2 separate regions of the Athene noctua genome follow, and region 2 is linked to region 1. The links are chromatin contacts, called in public Hi-C maps. All regions are on one chromosome and are shown on one strand. Each heading gives the region's core, a stretch centred on a gene start, on an enhancer-like site or on the middle of the called end of the contact. The rest is flanking DNA. Distances are from core to core; before and after follow the strand shown. Region 1 holds the start of CREBBP (CREB binding lysine acetyltransferase). Region 2 holds the start of SLX4 (SLX4 structure-specific endonuclease subunit).

The links. Hi-C and Micro-C count contacts between places; a contact is called where the count stands out from the background.
Region 2: a Hi-C map of heart shows a contact between it and region 1, with 2.7 times the contacts expected there. The contact joins the promoter of SLX4 here to the promoter of CREBBP in region 1. A contact is called at or near these places in 2 of 2 Hi-C or Micro-C datasets (heart and liver).

What each region holds. Positions count from the first base shown.
Region 1 is chr15:3,804,318-3,809,804 of bAthNoc1.hap1.1, forward strand. CREBBP (CREB binding lysine acetyltransferase) reads left to right here and starts at 2,012. Exons shown (of 30, transcript XM_074919814.1): 1 at 2,012-2,812. The coding sequence starts at 2,728.
Region 2 is chr15:3,939,550-3,945,036 of bAthNoc1.hap1.1, forward strand. SLX4 (SLX4 structure-specific endonuclease subunit) reads left to right here and starts at 3,426. Exons shown (of 17, transcript XM_074918777.1): 1 at 3,426-3,532; 2 at 4,215-4,299.

The DNA of each region.
Region 1 (5,487 bases), core at 762-3,261:
GCCTGACAGACAGCTGACCTAACCTCCACTCCCCACCTCCAACTGCAAAACATTTCCCTCAACCTAAACTGCGGCAAATGCCTTCTACTACAGCAAAACACTGTTGGACAAGAGCTGTTGCTCACATGTCTAGAGCCTCTGTGAGACACCGAACCCTGTCCCACGCTGAGCCATCCTAAAACAGACGGGAACCTGCCGCTTTTGAAGGAAATTAAGGCAGGCATAACCAAAGAGCACTTACTTGTGTAGCTAGTGAGTAATATAGTGATAGAAGCAGAGGCCTGTAAGAGACCTCCAATGTGATTACAGTCAGACCTCAGCAAGGACAGGCACCATGTAAATAAATACAGAATTTGCAAGTAAATGTAATGAAATGTATGTAAATGTAGAAGTAAATGTAATGAATTCAAGTCTTGCAGTAAACAAAAGGCAGTCTTGCTCTTTGCGAAAGAAGGTGTCATTACAGATCTCCTTTAAACCAATAAAATGTTGCTGATTAATCCATCACGGCTTAGGGACTTCATCAACATCCTCAGGATTGTCTCAGTGCCCTTCTCCAGCCTGTCCTCTGGTTGTGGCTGCTCTTTGAGGACATACCAACATGTAGGCGATGAAAACAGCCCCAAGCAACCAGTTTGGGTACAAGGAGCTCTGCAGCCACATTGGAACATCACCTGAGCTTATACGACCTGCTTCTCAGGTTGGGAACCAGTATGGAAATCCACAGAAGTCTATGAGCTCCAGTCCTATAAACCTGTTTTGAGCTGGGGAAGTCTGTCTAGACAGAGCACAGGGTGTTTTTAAAGCAAGGCTGGGTTCGGCCCTGGTGCCTGAGCAATCAGGTCAGCTAGGATCAGCTCAGGTCGGAGATCTGCCCTCACGTGAGGAGGCGCTGGCCTCTGCGGTGGGGCCAAGCTGTGCGGCCGCTCGTGAGGGTCGAGGAGCAGGGCAAAGCTGAGCCCGTGGCTGTGCAGAAAGCGGGGGGGAAGCCCTTCAGCCAGGCCACAGCAACCCCTCACAGGGTGCGTGTGGGGGCAGGCGCAGGCAGGCGTGAGGGGGCCGCAGCGGCTGCTGCGCAGGTTTTGGTAGGAAGGCAGAGAAGGGGAGGAGGCAGCGCCGAGGGAAGCTGGGGCAGGCAGGTGCTGGGGGGACACAAACACCCCACGGTGTCAGCGTTGCCCCAAGGACCTGGGCTCCACGTCACCCCCCGAACTCGGTGCTAGCATGGGCCCCTCAGGCAGCGTCAGGAGCGTTGGGTCCTGCTGCGCCTCAGCTCTGAGGGAACCGGGAGCACTGAGGGGGGAACTTTTAGAGAGGCCATGCTGTGAGGGGGACATGACGGGGGACAGCTGCGTCGGGGCTGAGAGGGGAGACTGGGGGGTGACTGTGAGGAAGCTGAGGGGAGCCCGAGAGGGGAAACGGGGGAACTGAGGGGAGCGACTGTGAGGGGGAAGTGGGGGGAACTGACAGGAGGATAATGCGGGGAGCGACTGCGAGGAGACACCCGCGGTGGGACTGAGAGGGGACGCAGTGAGGGGGCGGCTGTGGGGGTGCTGAGGCCGGACCCCGACAGGAGTAAGCAGGCGAGACTAAGGTGAGCGCCCGGGGGGAACCGAGGGGGACGCTGCGAACAGGCATCGGCGGGGGGCCGCAGGAGTCCCCGAGGTGGGCGAGGGCAAGGGACACGGGGGCAGGAGGCCGCGGGGGCCGCCACGGACCACCCGTCCCTCACCCCGCCGCGGAGCAACTGAGGACGGGCTCGACTCTTTCCGGCGCCGCTCGCGCCTTTCCGGCGTCGGCGGGGGCGGGGGGCGTGCCCCGTGCGCGGTGACGCAAGGCGCAGGCCCCGCCCCGGCCCCGCCCCCATGGTCTCTGGAAAAGAGAAGAGAAAAAAAAACTTTTTTTTTTAATTGAGGAATCAACAGCCGCCATCTTGTCGCGGAGCCGGAGCGCGGCGCGAGCGGAGCGGGGCCGGGCCGGGCCGGGCCGGGGCAGCGGGGCCGCCCGCCGGGACACGGGCAGCCGCGCGGAGCGCCGCCGACGGGCAGAGGGGCTCGGGGCAGCGGGGCAGAGCCGGCCGGAGCCAACCGAACGCCGCCGCCGGGACCGGGAGCCGCGGCCGCCGCCGCGCCGCGCTCATTGTTTTGGGGCGTTTTTTGGGTGTTTTCGGGTTTTTTCCGTTTTTTTGTGATTTTTTCGAATTTTTTTTTTCCCCCCCCTCCCTCCTCTTCCCCCCCCGCCCCCCCCCTCCCCTACCTCGGCCGCGGTTTGGCCGCGGGCGGGGGCGGCGGGCGGGGGCCGCCGCGGGGCCGGGGCGAACCCCCCGGCGCGGAGGGGAGGGGACGGGGCGAGGCGGAGGGGAGCGTGTGGGGGGGCGCTATGCTCCCCCAGTGACTGCCTGAGCCGCCATCCGGGCACCTCCTCGGCGGCGGCCGGGCGGGGGGAAGAGGCCGGGAGGAGCGAGGCCGGCAGGGAGGGGGCGCTGGGCTCTTCCCCACCCCGCCCCGAACCCTCCTCCCCTGCGGCCTGCTGCGGCGGCGGCGGCCCGGCCCGGGTATGGGGGAACGGGGGCCGCCGCCGGTCGGGCACTGAGCGGCGCTGTTGCTCGGCGGTGGGTTCCCCTTTGGAGGAACGGGGAGAGAGAGATTCGCCCCCCCTCAGGCTCTCCCCCCCTCTCCAACGATTACCGGCTCGGCGGCCTCTCCTCGGACGGCCCAGCCGGCTACCATGGCGGAGAACTTACTCGACGGGCCGCCCAACCCCAAGCGAGCCAAGCTCAACTCGCCGGGCTTCTCCGCCAGCGATAGCACAGGTAAGGCCTGCGGGGCGGTGCGGGGGCGAGCGGGCCTCACCGGCGGTTACCCCCCCCCCCCCCCCCCCCCCCCGCCCTCCTCCGGCGGGGCGACCGCCCCGCCGGAGGAGGGCGGGGGGGGGGGGGGGGAGGTGTGTGTGTAACCGCCCGACCTGCCCCGGTTCCCGGCGGGGGTGGGAACCGGCCTGGCGAGGTGCCGGGAAAGGGGGGACGGATCCCTCACGGAGCGGTTGGGCCTCCTTCAGTCGAAGTTACCGGGTGGGACCAGTACGCTAAGTACCGTCCCGGCTATAAATAGCGGTAGGGAGAGACGGGTAAGGCCTTTTGAGTTGAATTTCCCTTTCCTTTTCCTCCATCATCGACCACCGCTTCGTTTTAGTGGTGAAGGGATGGAGGGATCCGCCTCGGCTTGGATGCTGGGGGTGCCCAGGTGAGCGGGGCGCGGGTAGGGAAGGATCAAAACCCAGCTATCAGAAACACCCGCCACCCTGCTTCTGGAGGGGCTGGTCGGGATTTCTGTCTACTCCTTAAAATCCCTGTATCGTCCACAACTAAAAGCCGTTTGCAGTCAGCCTCTTCCACTGTGCCCCTGCGTGCGACACGTTAAGGAATAAAAACTCCCTAATAACATACTGAGATTTTGCCTTTTTTTTATCCCCATCTGTGACCCTGGTTTAAGGCGCTTGGTTCGAACAGTTGCGAGCATTTTTACTTTAAAAAGAAATAATTTGCAGGTAATAATCTAAGTTGTGGGGTTGTTGGCGTGATGAAATGCCCAGCAGGCTGGCAGTCACTGTGACTTGTCTGTATGTCGCGTGGTGTCTTCAGCGTGCTTTTTTTTCAATTGTTTGTAGATAATAAAAACCATCAAAATTTCTCATTTCCAGCAAGTGCATGCCCGTTGTAAATAAGCACGTGTGTGCATAAGAGCATGTGTGTGTGTGTGTTCCAACTGTTCTGATCACTGAAACAGTGGTTTTACAGGAACTCGAAGTGTGTCGGACTTGCATTTCTGTTTTCAGAGATTCATGAATCTTGTTGAAGGGACAGTGATAAGTTAATCATGCTATGCCTGCTGTGTTTTTAATAGACTGAAAAAAATATTACTATAATTGAGCTGATAAATTCTGTGGGTTTTTTTGGTTTGCTTAATCTGCATTTGGCAATAGCTTAGATACTTCAGTCCTTTGGGGTTTTTTTTATGGAATCTTTTTCTTCTCAGCCTACAAATAAATGAAACTTGCCAAAAAGAAACAGTATTGAGAGTAAGAATTGGCAGAGAATATCTAGGTGAGGTCTTGTGATTGAACTACGTTAATCTGTTTCATGGAGGCGGTGGAATATCATACAGAAGGCTGATACTTCAGGTTGTCATGAAGTGCACCACAGTAACTCAGGAAAAGCACAGTTTTTCTTTAATTCTATACATTTTAGACTGCTGGTAGCTCGTGAAAAATGTTTGAAGCGTGTCTTTTTTTCTCTTTCTTTTTTGAAGTTCACTTGGTCTGTTCTGGAATGCTTCAGTCGTAATTACATCCTGTTCAGCAAGTTCTAATGCGTCTCGGTGAGCTCTGTGCAGTGCTAGATATGTAAACTCCAGCATGTGCATAAAGTTTTGCACAGCTGAGGGGGCCTTTGGTCACCAGGGACGGCAAAGCCCAGGTTGGATTTTGACCATGTAGGAGTGTGTCCGTAGCGTACTGTTGTCATCCCAGTGTTCTTCAGGCAAAAACACCTCTCTGCCTGAGAGTGCAGGTAATGTTTCTGCACTTAGAAGTGCTTCTTACAAATCTCTTCACGTTTGTTGCCAGCAGCTAATGTTGCTTGTTGAAAGATTGCTGAACGTTTCTGTGCGTTGTAGCAGGCAATACACGTAGTTTGAGTAGCGATAGCTATCAGATACCTGCTCCTGAACCTAAACCAGGCTACTCCCTTGCACTGAGGCTTAAATGAAAAAGTTACATTGCAACCTGGAAAGTTGTCTTTGTGACCAGAGGTGCTTGGAGAGACGGGTTTGAGGCTTGCGCCCTGAACGAGCAGTAAGTTGTGTATGGGTTAACTGAATTGTAATTGCAGTTGTAAACCCGTGCTGTTTGATGCTGCAGCTTGCGTGATTGGGACGTGCTTTAAAAGACGTTGCGTTAGGCCCCGTTGTGCAGTTCTGTTGCTGAACAGCAAGGCTCTGAGCGTGCAAATGCTTGTAACTGAGCATAGCGGTGAGGTGGCGAAGGGTCTGATGGCAGGCCTGAACGTTTGGCAGAAAGCAACTGCGCACCCTTGTTTATATTTTGCTTCATGCTTTGATGCGGTGATGTTAAGCAACTCCTTTTGTCAGGGTAAATTTTAGCTGCCTTTAATCTTTCTGATAAAAATAGCTCCTCAGCTTACCAGAGCAAAGTTTGTGCAGTTGAAATTGGTCTACTTACATTCTGAAAATACGACCTTTCCTGTTAAATTTAAGCAGCTAAATCAAATGTCTTGCAGAAGGGAGTAGAGATGAAAGGATAACAGAAACATGTAGCGTGACCATCCTTAAGTTTCAAGATAGTCCCATTTTGCAGTTACCCTGTTGCTGTTTTTATCAGTAAGGAAGGTTGAGACTCGTGGCTGTTAATTGAGCGTGCCATTGCTGTGCAGCATTGAACAAGCCAGCTCCTATGGTAAAATGTCCATGG
Region 2 (5,487 bases), core at 2,176-4,675, 140 kb after region 1:
GCAGGCTTACAAGAGGGGGTGGATATGGTGGCATGCACCATCCCAGAATTCACACTTTATAGAGAAAAAATAAACCAAACCTGCTCTTGAGGAAAGTTGCTTGTTTTGCCCTTTCAGGATACTCAGTGCGCCGAGTGTCTCGTGCTGAGCTCTGTCATCCAGCGTGGCCAAAGTCCACGAGGAGGGCAGATTAGCACATCAAATGAATGGAAAACCTAAACATTACTCATTGGAACTGGCTTCTGTGGCTGCTTCTCTGACCACTGCTGACCTGGATTGAATCAATTTGTATCAAAAGATTCAAAAAGTTGGTCTGGAGCCGCCAGAGAGCCACCAGCGTTACAAGTCAATGCAGATCAGTGGATCTGCCCTAAGACTGAGCAGATCACAAAGCGAAACAGACTTTGAGAAATGCTGACTGTAGCATTCTGTGGATAAATATATATGTGCATATAATACATAATGTGTGTATTCATCGATATCCAGATAAACATATTTACAGATTTGTTATACTGTTGCATAGTGAATTCAAGCACAGCTATTATAAACTTTTTAGCATTGGCAACGCTAAAATTGTGTCCACAAGTTCCCTAATTGTCGTTTTCTGCAGAGGCAGCTCAAAACCAAAGTGTGATAGTAAATACCCTGGCTTTCACAATGTGTATCTGAAGTGTTGCTATTTCAGGGACCTGTGTGCATCTCTACAGTTGTAATTCATGGGAGTGTACCACTCGCACTCATTAAATTAGGCTGAGATTTTCATACTAGAGTCTAAAGCGCTGGAGCCCTAGGCCATCTCTGATCCAGAGCAGTGCCCTGGTAGGGAGAAAAAGTGAATTATTAAAAAATTGCTAGCAGAAGCCCAGTAGGTCTACAGAGGGAATCAGATAGCCCGATTCTGGTCAGCTGCCTCATTCTCTACACCCGTGGCTGTGTCTTCTCCCTGATGTTGGTACAAATGGCCAATAGTGGCTGTTGCAGCAAGCACGTCCTCGTTGCCTTTAGGAATGGTTAGAGACCTTGAAACGTGCTGTGAAATAGATACTGTTTGGTAGCCAGTACATACTGCTAAACGTCGGAGCTTTTGAACCCGTCTGTATTGGAAATATGACTCCTTTGGCTCTTTTCAGTGCAGACTTTTAAAAGGCTTCATTTACACACATCAGCCAGGCCCAGGGTGTTTGTGCTCCTCCCGTTGAGCACAGCAGGCTTTACAGGACTCAAGTGGTGAAAAAGCAGATGTTTGCGTGTCATGTGTTTCACATTTCCCAGGGCCCATTTTCTTGGGTGCCACAGCACTTTTGGAACTGAAAATTGCATTTGACTACATGAAATGCAGTCAAAGAGCTGGAGGCTGCAGCGTTGCCTGGCAGCCGCCATGTGGAGGCTGCTCTGGCTGAAGATGCGTTTGCTGTGTTCGGCGTCGCTTCAAATGCTAACAGGCGGTTTCCCTGCCCCTCCGAGTCCTCCTGGTTATTCTTTTAAATATTTGGTGCTTTTGCATTGTTTGCATTTAGGGGTTGTGCAACAAAATGTTACTGTGACTTGGCTTAGTCGTCCTTGTGGAACCAATGCGGCGTCTCAGAACAGCACAACCCGCCTGTTTTTCAGGACGTTTGTGCAATGTGCGCTTGCAAGCTCTTGCAGGATTTTCTTCAGAGTGCTTCTAATTCCCCTAAGTGTAGAAACTTGAGAAAGAACTTGAATAAACTAGCAAAAGTGTTGAAAGACACAAAACCAAAGGATTTCTTCATATCAATTTTGGGTTCTCATACTGACATGAGCATGTTGCATCTCCTGGGGAGACTGACTGCAGAAAATACACCTAGCAGTCCTGCCAGAATCACCAGGGGCACCAATTATTTGCTTAAAATTTAAGGGTTTCCAGCTAAAATTGTTTGAATTTAGCATGGGTTAAAAATTAGCTTTGCTGGAAGTGAAAAAGCATGGTGGCTCAGGAGCACGTTCCATTTAAAAAGTTTAAATACATTTTTTTTCTATAAGCTTTCCAAAGAGGCAATGCTATGGCAGTGTCAGTTTCTTTTGGTGATGTCAAATTATGGCTCAAGGTGTAATTATAGAAAAATAAATGTCATTTGTAAAGGAGCCATCATTGCTTGCTATTAGAAGCGGTGCTTTGTATCTCTTAGTAAAGTGCCTGTCTTGATGTTTTTGAGGCAGACTAATAGGAATGTCAGCCCCAGCATGTTTGTGTGCTGCTAAACCTCTTCCCTCTGCCTCTCAGCCTGTGAAGAAGCGTTACCCAGGAGTGGTTTTGGCTCTTGCCTCATCCATACCAAGTGTTGAAAAAGAAATCCTGATTTCAACACAAAACATGCATTCAAAATGCAAATCCAGTGTATGAACATTCCCCCCAGTCTCTCTGGTGATTTTATACCTGCAGACCTTTGGCCAGAATTAACTGTTCCTTTGGAGGGAATGATTGTTGATCCCAACTCCAAGTTACTATTCAGTACGAGGTCTCTTGAGCCTGAAATCAATGTAGTGGGAAAACGTAATCAATTTTCCTGTTTAACCTAGTAGTAAGAAGTACGAAATAAAAAGGCAACGCTCTTTCTTTTGAGAGATAAGCTTGGTAAAAGCTTGAGCTATGCGACTGTTTACCTTGAATTTTCAGTACTTCCCTCAATTTCTATATGAGCAGCACAGCTTTCATTATAACCCCAAAGTATGACAGTTGGCTTTAGCTGCAGCTCGGCATCCTGCAAAAGTGTACCTTGCATTTTAGATATCGAGGCGAGTGACTTTAAATGGTAGTTCCATGCTCAAGAACAGGTGGTATTTCTTTCTACCCCTATTTACAATTTCTATATCTCTGCATGTCAGTATTTCGACAGATTCGATTTTTTTAAAAATATTACTAAGCAATGCTACGCTGCATGCTCTCATCTTTCGGCGGTGTTTTTTCCAGACTAGTTGTATCACCAAAGTTACGATCAGAGCCGAGGCCCTGAGCTAATGCTCCAGCACTTCAGGCTCCCCCGGGCTGGGGCCGGGCTCGGCGGAGACCCTGACGCGGTGCGGGGCGGCGGAAGGCGGCCCGGCCCGCCGCCGCTTCACCCTGGAGCACGGCCGCCCCCGGTGGCCGCCGGCCCGCCCGCCTCAGGCCGAGTTCGCCTCAGGAGGCGCCGCCCAGCGCCGCTGCCTGCCCGGGGGGAGGCTCCCCGCCGCTCTGCCGGGCCGAGGAGCGGGGAGCGCCCCGGGCCGCCTCCGCCCGCCGCTCCCAAGCCGCGGCCGGGCTCCGCCGAGGGTCGGGGAGCGCAGGGCCGCACCACCGCCACCCGTGGCGGGAAGCCCGCGCGCCTGCGCGGGGAGGGTGCGGCCCTCGCTGCGTGCGCATGCGCAGACCCTGCCGGCGGGACGCTGACAGCCGCCTACGCATGCGCAGCCCGCCCGCCGCGGGGCGAGGGACACGGTTGGCGCCCGCGCATGCGCTCGGGCTGGGCATCGCGGCTCCCCGCCGGGGCGCCGGGGCGCGAGGAGCGGCGGGAGCCCGTGCCGCGGCGGAGAGGTCAGCGGCGGCGAGGGGGGGCGGCGGGCCGAGCGGGCGGCGCAGCGCCTCCCAGAGCGGCGGCCGTGCCCGCCGCGCCGCCGGGGGCGGGGGCGGGCGAGCGGTGTGACGTCATGACGCCGGCGCCATCGGCGCGGCGCGGCGCCACCTGCCGGCGGGGAGGCGTCGAACCCCGGGGTCGGTGTCACCCCGAGGGTGCGACGGCAGTGGCGGGGCGTCACCCCCCGAGGGGCGGGAGGGGCGTCCCTCAGTGGGTCGGGGTGCGCCCAACGGCGGGGCCTGCTCGCCACAGGCCTCCCTGGCGCAGCCACGGCGGGGAGCAGCAGCCTTGGGGCAGATCCGAGCGTGGCCTCGAGGCGGTGACGCGTTAGGGGACCCCAGGTTGGGTGCGGATGGGGAGCTCACTGCTCGCTGCAGCTGTTCGGCAGGGGTGAAGCTCCACCCTTGATGGCACCAACAGCAAAAATTCAGTGATAAAGCAAAGTTGTTCGGTGGACGGCCCGAGTACAAGCCTGTTGGAGTTTAAGCATGCACTGACTGCTGGGAAGATCAAGTAAAACTTTGCTTAATGCATCCAGTCTCAAAGCAAACTTCTTTCAAGCAATGTTGTCAGGGAAAGCAGTTCTGAGGAGTCTGTCAGCTGCTTCATGGAGCAATGTGGAATTTTATCTTTCTCTTCCAGGGGCAGAAGGAGCAGCGTAAGGGCCCGCCTTGAGGGGAAACAGTTCTACTGACAACGCTTTGTCCCTCATCCTGCAGATACACAGGTGCTGCCTTTAACCATGCTGGTTTTAAATAAAGCGAAAATTAAGCATTTGGTGGGCAAAAACATGTATTATTTGTACTAAATAGTTTAGTAAAGCCCAAAGACAGTAGCACTGACTGACACTAAGTCTGTTGGCTCCTGTAGAAACTGTCAAAAATCACAGAGTGCGGTCTGTTCTGACTACAGACAAAGGCCCTTGGGTGATTTGCTTTCATATCTACTTAAAATCCTATTCTTCATCTGCCTCCTGGTCCCTTCTCTCCCCTTTGATTTTACTGTTTGGATTAAAACAGTTTTCAGGATAGCCAGAAGTCATTGTATTGCTTTACACTATACGGATGTGTCAGAGGCAGACTGGAAACAGAAGCAGAAAGAATTTTTCTCATAAGCTTTATATTTGGAAGAAAACAGACCTGGAGTTCTTTTGAGCATTTGGTTTTCTCATCGGGTCAATTGTCAGTGCACATTTTTTCCAAAGAAACTGTCAAATGGTAGAAAATAGCAATTTAAATAGGATGTTTGACATGTTATTGTGTGCTAGTGAAACTCAAACTGTGTTTCAGGGTCCTCAGTTGTATGCAAGGCCCTTGTCCAGAGTTTCTAGAAAGAATTTTCCTGAAAGCTAAGCACAGAGGAATTTGATATCGTTGTCTCAGAGCTGACCTCTTGCTGTTATTGTAGCAGTGCATGGAAGTTACACATTCATGCATCCCTGAGATCATTGGTATGACACCAGAGTTTCCCAGAGCACTCACATCAAGTCTATAAGTAATAATATATTTTGATATTGAGGAGGTGAAGGAACTAATTTAATAAAAACAGAAGATATTTTAATAGGAAGAAATGTAAAAAAAGTATTTCCAGAGCAACAAACTGAGCCTGTTTATGATAGATGCTGGTGTATGGAGAACAGATATGATAGGATGGAAACATCATAAAGCAACATATCCACAAAGCAGTACATTGTGTATTTTACTGTAGCTCTTATATGTGATTTTAGCTGAGAAGAGAGCAAGTTATTCATTACAAATTAATGAAATGTTAGTGTAAAAGATATTATTAGATCACCTATAGAAACCCATGGTCAGTTTGGTCACCTTTTCAAAGCAAGCACCTTTCTGTTCTAAAGAATGTGGGGAAATCAAGATACTGTGTTAAATTTCACTTTATATTTGGCTTTTATGATGAT